Regions from separate parts of the Gossypium arboreum genome. Here region 2 is linked to region 1. A link is a contact called in public Hi-C data. All regions are on one chromosome and are shown on one strand. Each heading gives the region's core, a stretch centred on a gene start, on an enhancer-like site or on the middle of the called end of the contact. The rest is flanking DNA. Distances are from core to core; before and after follow the strand shown. Region 1 holds the start of LOC108480437 (non-functional NADPH-dependent codeinone reductase 2-like). Region 2 holds the start of LOC128293134 (cytochrome c oxidase assembly protein COX11, mitochondrial-like).

What was found. A called contact is a pair of places that touch in the nucleus more often than the background predicts.
Region 2: a Hi-C map of leaf shows a contact between it and region 1, with 3 times the contacts expected there. The contact joins the promoter of LOC128293134 here to the promoter of LOC108480437 in region 1. A contact is called at or near these places in 2 of 5 Hi-C or Micro-C datasets (both in leaf).

The regions. Positions count from the first base shown.
Region 1 is chr1:44,094,064-44,098,196 of ASM2569848v2, reverse strand. LOC108480437 (non-functional NADPH-dependent codeinone reductase 2-like) reads left to right here and starts at 1,805. Exons shown (of 3, transcript XM_017783440.2): 1 at 1,805-2,224; 2 at 2,302-2,545; 3 at 2,665-3,307. The coding sequence starts at 1,851. The coding sequence ends at 3,069.
Region 2 is chr1:44,534,215-44,538,347 of ASM2569848v2, reverse strand. LOC128293134 (cytochrome c oxidase assembly protein COX11, mitochondrial-like) reads right to left here and starts at 2,014. Exons shown (of 5, transcript XM_053028646.1): 1 at 1,999-2,014; 2 at 1,559-1,611; 3 at 742-814; 4 at 555-656. The coding sequence starts at 774.

The sequences.
Region 1 (4,133 bases), core at 556-3,055:
AGATTAAGCTTTAGGAGTTCTAAAAACACAAAAATTATCAAGTAAGGTTATCTAAATCACTTACTTTCAAAGATGGAGAGTGACTGCAAATTTTAAGCTTCCAAAACCCTCAATTTGCTTGTATTTTATGTGGAGAAGGAAATGAGAAGAATATGGTGTTTTTTTCTCTTTCCTTTATTTTTATTTTATTCATTTAAGTCACTAAACACACCTAATATTTGACTTTTGACCTCTCTTGTCCCCCTATGGCCAGTCACTCTCCTAAAAGGGTCTATTTTCCCTTTAAAGACTCCCAATTAAGGTTCCTTGGCAATTTAACACCTTTAGCTATCAAAATAGGACTTTTATACTTTATGCGATTTAGTCCTTTTTCACAATTAAGCATGAAATCGATAAAATTAATTCACCAAAATTTTCATACTCTCATATAATTATGCCACAACACATAAAATAATATCAAAAATAATTTCTCTGACCTCGGGCTAGTGGTCCCGAAACCACTGTTCTGACTAAGCCCAAAATCGGGCTATTATAGATATTATCATCAATCCATCACAATTTGTGAAGACATTAAAGATACCTACAAAAGAGATCATGGAGTGAAAAAGAAGAAAAAAAAAACAAAAAGAGGCTAGTGGTAGCCAGTCCGGAGATTGGCACCTTCGTTGGGCAAAATACAAGAAAAGAAACAAGCAACTTGGAGAAAAAATAGAAATTTTTTTAGGGTTTTAGAAATTTTTTTAAAATTAAAATGAGAATTAAATATTACTTTATAATTGAAATGGTTATATTGGTTGGTAAGTTTTATGAAAGTTTAGGTTTAAATCCTATGTTTTACTAGATTTTGTATGAAAAAGATAAAAGTATCTTCAAAATAATATTTATTATATTTTAAAATAAGGCTTAATGCACACTTTAGTCCCTAAAATATACTGCTTTTCTCAATTTGGTACTTAAAGTTTTATTTTGCCTACTTCAATCCCTAACATTATTAGACATTCCTAGTTTAGTGACCAAAACATTGAACAGAGAAGGCCTGATAATGGTAAGGACTAAATTGAGAACATCAAATAATGTTAAAGATTGAAGTGGGCTAAGAAAAAACTTTAGTCACCAATGTAAGAAACCAGTATATTTCAAGAACTAAAGTGTGAATTAAACCTTTTAATTGTAGTCTTATAGTAATTTAAAAATTGAGTTAAAGCTTAATTGAGAGTGGCCAACTCAAACAAACTCTTTTAAATAGAATAGATACTCATTTTAATATTATTATTGTAAAAAACATTATTTAATATTAAAAACATATTTTTTTTAACAATTTCACCGTAGATTCTATCATATTTATTCTTTTTGAGACAATACTTAGAACTATTCATAGTCCCTCCTCAACTCATAAATAGGAGGATAATACGTTTCAGCATACTCAAACCCACCTCCTCCTATATTAACAACAATACACATACCAATCAAATTAAGACTCCATCAACATTAAAAACACATTTTTTAATCTCAAGCAACAAAACACAATCTCAAATCTCATTAACACCAACAAATTTGATCAATATCTTTACACGAGATTATATCAAGGTTGAAAATATTCTTCTTCTTCTTTCGATTTTCAAAGAATGGGGTGTTGGTCAATAATGAACACCCACTTATTCCCCGGGGGGGGGGGGTAAACGCCCACTTGTATTTATTTATTTAGATAGAATACTTTTTCTTTAAAAAAAAAAGAAGTAAATAGAAAAAGACGTCCATCAAAGTAATAATTAAAAAAGATCAATGACTCAAAAACTTTTAATATATATGAGATGGCATGGTGAAGGATATTATTGACAGATACAGTAAACATGGATGTCAGAACCAAAATGCAAAAAAGCAGTCCACAGTTGTCTACCACTTCATATCAAAGCGTCCCAACTTTCCCTCTTCATTCAACCAATGAGAAAGCTATTCCCCTTCTAGGTTTTGGCACAGCCGAATACCCTTTCGGTGCTTCCATTGATACCATGAAACAAATCATTCTCGAAGCTATCGAAGTAGGGTACCGTCACTTCGATACGGCTGCTCTTTACCAAACTGAACAGCCTTTAGGTGAAGCAATATCAGATGCTCTTCGTCTAGGGTTAATCAAATCCAGAGACGAACTCTTTATCACTTCCAAGCTCTGGTGTAGCGATGCACACCATGATTGTGTTCTCCCAGCACTCAAAAAAACACTCAAGTATTATCCCTTTGTTCCCTTGATGTTTTCAATATGTGCTTTTTATTGGTTTACTTATTGTTTCTTGATTTGTATAGAAATTTGAAGTTGGAATATCTTGATCTGTATCTGATTCACTGGCCAGTGAGCGTGAAGCCTGGGGAATATGAGTTGCCTGTTAAGAAGAAGGACCTTGTTCCTATTTATCTAAAATCTGTGTGGGAAGCAATGGAGGAGTGTCAAGCTCTTGGCCTAACAAAATCTATAGGAGTAAGCAATTTCTCCTGCAAGAAACTCGAAACTATCCTTTCCACTGCCAAAATCCCACCTGCAGTGAACCAAGTGAGAACCACTTTAATTTCTCCCTAATGTTTTGTATCATCTGCTTAATGTTTTTCAATTAAAATTAATAGTAAAGTAACTAATGATGGATTCGTATGAATTGATTTATGGGGTGAAAGGTGGAGATGAACCCAATGTGGCAGCAAAAGAAACTGAGGAAGTTTTGCGATGAGAAGGGCATACTTATCGAGTCTTACTCTCCTCTGGGGGCAAAAGGAACGCTGTGGGGAACAAATCGGGTGATGGAATGTGAGCTACTCAAGGAAATTGCCCAAGCCAAGGGAAAATCGCTTGCTCAGGTTTGTTTGAGATGGGCACATGAACAAGGAGTATGTGTGCTTGTGAAGAGCTTCAACAAGGAAAGGATGAAACAAAACCTTGATATCTTCGATTGGAAGCTCAGTGCTGAGGAGTCTCGCAAGATAAGCCAACTTCCACAGTGCAAAGGGTTTCCAGCTGGGGAATTTGTATCAGATGATGGTCCTTACAAGTCTCTTGAAGAGCTTTGGGATGGAGAGATTTGATTTTCATTATCTACTGGATTTATTACAAATAAACCAAATGGACCCATATGCAGATCTTTATAGTTTGATGGTATTGTGTATGTATGGGACCATCGTTTTACTGTATTGGAACCAGCATTTAGCAGACGAGAACTATGTGGGATAATAAAATGTGATTGTGGAGCATATTGAGTCAAGAGTCATCCTATTTTTCTGTTTGTCCTTTCTTGTGGAGTAACATGTTGCAAGTATTAGAAAATCACCGGAAAGTACTGAAAATAATTTTTTGAATTTTTCTTTACTTTGAAAAACATAAGTCATTTTCTAACGCAAAATTTTTATATAAAATTAACTTAAATAAAGTTTAATATTATTATATTAATAATAAATTTTTTATTTTTATGTTTAAAATTTATAAAATTAATAAAATATTAATATAAAATATTACAATTTTTAATATTATCAAACATACATATTTAATTATCTATATCTAATCATATAATAAATTATTAATATTATTTCATATTTCAATTTTATTTTAATAATAAATTTTAAAAAATAATTTTAAATAATATTCTATCATATATTATTGAAAAATTATTCAATATTAATATTTTAAATAATAAATATCTATTAAAATTATAAATATATTAATAATAAATATTTTGTAGTATAAATGTTAAAATGTACCATAAGTCTATGTATTCTTTACAAATTTGAGATTTAGTTCTTGTACTTTTATTTTAATAATTTAGTCATTTACTTTTAGAATTGAAAATTAAGTCCCATTGTTAACATTGTTATTCTTTTTGTCAATATTTTGATGTCACATTTTAAATAAAAATACTCGTATTCATGTAACTAAAAATGACATTATAATAAACATGAATTTAACAAAGTATTTTTAATAATACTAATAGTTGAACCTGAATTTTGATATCTAAAAAGTAGGACTAAACCAAAAATAAAAGCACATGGACTAAATTTAAATTTACGAAGAGTACAAGGACTTATGACATATTTTAATCTATTATAAAAATATGAATATTTTAATTATATAAATATGAGTATTTGTTTAAATAATG
Region 2 (4,133 bases), core at 765-3,264, 440 kb before region 1:
ATTAAATTAACAGTTGTAATACAGACTCTTCCTAGCTAAGACCATTAGAAAAACAATATTGCAGATTCTCCTATTGTAACACCTAGAAGCCCCAATGGCAAACTATAAATATAAAATAATAAGGTTAGGCATAGACTCATGCGGGTTCCACTGAAAAATTCTAGAAATAAATTTAGACACGGAGTGAGAAAGAGAAAAGGAAGTGTATGTCATGGAATCTATGACATGCACAAGAGGATAAATGAGTAGCAGAGCTCAGCAGACAATTTTCTCAATCCAAACTAGAAATGTAGTAACAAGGATATGACAAAGAATAAATTATTTGAACAATAATATTGAAAGGAAGACTACTAAATCATGTACATAATTCAAGCCTAAACAGCACAAGTCAAACCTAAGCTAGCAAGAAATGGTTAAAAAGCCTAACGGCTCACACAACCAAATAACGTTTGAGAGGTTGATAAAGATCTAAACAAACACTAATAACTTAACTTTAGAAATAACAAATTTCAAAGATCCAAATTTCATAATGGAGCATGAGTAAGTATCAGTACCTTCATTAGGGTGACGTTATAATAGAGACACCAGTTATGTTTTGAACTTCGATTTTCAGCAGTATAAAAAGCAAGAGCACTTTCTCCAGGCTTGACTCTCACCTAGCAGAAAAATAAAAAAAAATGAGAAAATAATTGATAAAAGAAGCACTCTACAGTGCCCCAAAATAACAGAGAAGTTAAGAACCTCTCTTTGAGTTGGAACAAATTTCCAGGGCATTCCATATGCCACATCAACATTGAATTGCACTACTATCTCCCTAAAAAGATAAGAGAAAATTTCTCAAAAAAAGGCATAGAAGTACAAGAAAGATCATATCGTTATGCAAGTCTAACATCTTCATAATAGCATCTTTAGAAATGCATGAATTGAATTGAACAAACTGGCTGATGTGAAATGATGAATGATACTAAAATTTACCACCTCATTCCTATTTGTTACCCTTTTGTAAAAAAGTCGCATTTATATATAAATAAAGAGTATAATCGGAAGGGAGTGATACCCTGCAATCTGTCTTATGACACCTTTTATGGTTTTACCTCATAAAACATCCCATTCCCTTCTTGATTTGTTTCAGAAATAACATACTAAGACCATTATTGGTTTAAGTTGTTTTCCCATCATACTCAAATGTTTCTTGTAACAAACAAGTTTCAACGTTTTCCCATCATTTTTCTAATAAGAAGAATGGTAACCGGTTTCTCATTGGGGGAATGACTTCATGCTCTAAAACACTTTAAAAACAATAACAATAATAATAAATAATCATAATTACAACTAACCAAATAAACATATACATATCTAAGCAGAAAATGTCAACAAGTAGAACTGAGAATGTTACAAGCAGAAGCAAACCACAGAACCAGGTTTAACATATAAAACAGTACAAAAACTAAGCATTGAAATAGAATCACAATAAAATTAACAGAAAGGACATTATGATGATAATCATGAAAAATATAGATGAAGATAAGCTCTTACATCCAAAGCCTAGAAAGCTCACCTTGTTACTACTGTCCCATCTTTTTCATGCTGAGCAATCTTTTCTTCAACACTCTAAAGAAAACAAGTATATGTTCTGGTTGAAAACCAATAGAAAAAAGAAAAGAAGAAAAGCATGAAAATAATAAAAGGATAGGATAAAAAATAGCACAAATGCCAATAACTTTTCCACAGCATATATATATATATATATATATATATAGCAGACTAAAGGCAAACAACAGTCTACCAGTTCCAAATTCAAAGGAGCAAAGCAGTGTTTTCACATAAAAGAAACATATGATATGGTACCCACTATCAAACTAATCAAAAGCATCGACTAATTTGCTAAAAAAGGACCAAATTTTGAGCATGAACGAGTCGAATAAAAGTAACCCACATCAGAACTAAGGACATAAAGCTTGAAATAAAATGATGAAATTAATAAAGAGAGCTTTATACCTTGGAAAGGGTATTAGCCAAAATTGAGGATGGAACCCCAAATTAGTATTTGTAGCGTCTTCTTCTCGGTTTCAGCCTTGGGGCTTCTGGGAAAGTTGGAAGCTTGAAAGCGTGGGTAGCTGAAAGAAAGGAGCCGCTTTAGCCTTCACAGGAAGCTAGATAAGAGCAAAGGGAAAAATAAAACTAAACAATAGGGTTTGTCAAAGGGTTGGTGAGGATAGAAGCATGAAAAAGAGAGAGATGGTTGGAAGGAAATGGGAAGAAGAATGAAAAAAAGAAGATGATTCAGACGTGACAATGAAAAAGAGGAGAAGGTTGGAAGGAAATGGGAAGAATGAAAAAAAGAAGTTGCTTCAGACGTGAGAACGAAAAAGAGGGAGAAGGGTAAAGTTGAAACTCACACACGCTGAATGGGTATTCCGTGGATAGAGTGCCGAATGGTAAACGACAGTTTTGCCTTGAATAAGGCTGTATAGAATATGGCTGTAATAGCCTATTACAACCAACTAAACAATGGAATAAGGATGGGCCACTGAATTCACCTGTAATGGTTTAGCATTACACTCAACCAAACATGCTGTAAGTGATAAGTAGTTATCTATCTATTTATTTTATTAAAAATTTTGAATTAACTCGAAATTTAATACGATAATCAAACACATAAAAATCAAATATTATAAATTTTCAATGAAATGGATATTTTCAAAAGTTTTTCAAACTCACCCTTAATAATCTCATAAATGATAAAATTATAAGTTAATATATGATACAATTTTACTTTTCTCTCAAAAAGAAAAAGTTTTATTTAACCCTTTAAAAGATGGTGTCAGAAATTAATAATAAAAAATATAATTTATCGAGCAAAAGAATTTCTGGAAATAAAATTTGAGGAATTTGTGTAGACTAAAATTTGACTCACTCAAGTGAAAAATAATTATTTTGAAGAAAATTGTAAAAATAGATATGTAAATTAGTTTGTAGTTATTATAGAAGTGTGCAGTTTTTTTGTTTTTAATAAATGTGGATTGTTTATTTTTAATTTTATATTTTAATTATATTTATTCGCTTTTATAATTTTACTAACTGAGTTGGTTGATTCAATTTGTGAAACAAACACAATGTATTTGTTTTGCAGTATAATTTGCAATGATAATAATATGTTAATATATTTTTACAACACCTATATAATTTTATTGTAGTAGAACAAGCTTTATTTCGTATTTCTTTTCATATATCACATTTATTTAGAGGTTGATACTCAACACAAATTCGGTAAATAAAATTACTTATAAATATTTTTAAATAAAGTAATAAATATTAATATAATAGTTTTTATCTCTTATTATTTTTATATAAAATATTTAGGAAAAACAACTAAAATTAAATGTTTACTGCCTGAACTTAAGACTAATGGAAGTTTATTCGTAATACTTTACCACTTCATTTATGATTTAAATTATTAAATAATTTTTGATAAATATATTTTAATATTAAACTGTTCTTTCCACGTCTGTCTCGAAATCTAGTAATATTTTATGTGAGTGAAAATTAATAATTTTAAAAGAAAAATAAATTTAAAAATTAGTTTTTTAAATAATAATTATATTTTGTGAAAAATTAAAGTGGTTTTTTAAGTGGTGATTATTTTAGCCTTACTTTTATTAAAACTTAAAAGTCATAAATGCCCTAATCATCATTTGCTACGGTAATTTTGATTTGGGTTTTCTATAATCTACATAATTAGGTTGTTATCTTTGACTTGTGATGTCAAATCTAATTAAATTATATAAACTAGATTATGACACATTAACTATGTGAGTGAAAAAAATCTAATAAATATATTTATTTAATGGTGATGTAGAAAACAAATAAAGCTTGATTAAAATGGTAAAATTAAAGGTTTAATATTTATTTAATTATAAATTTAAATTTCATTTGTGGATGAATTTTTATTGATTTATAAAAGATAAAAACACCTTTATAATTGTATAATTTTATAAAATAATTGAATTTTAATTACTTTCTAATTGGATTGATGCTTGATTGCCTTATAACATCAATTTAATTAAGAATTTAAATATAAAGTATAGATTAAATATGTTAAAGTTGCTGCAAATATTTTTCAATTATAAATA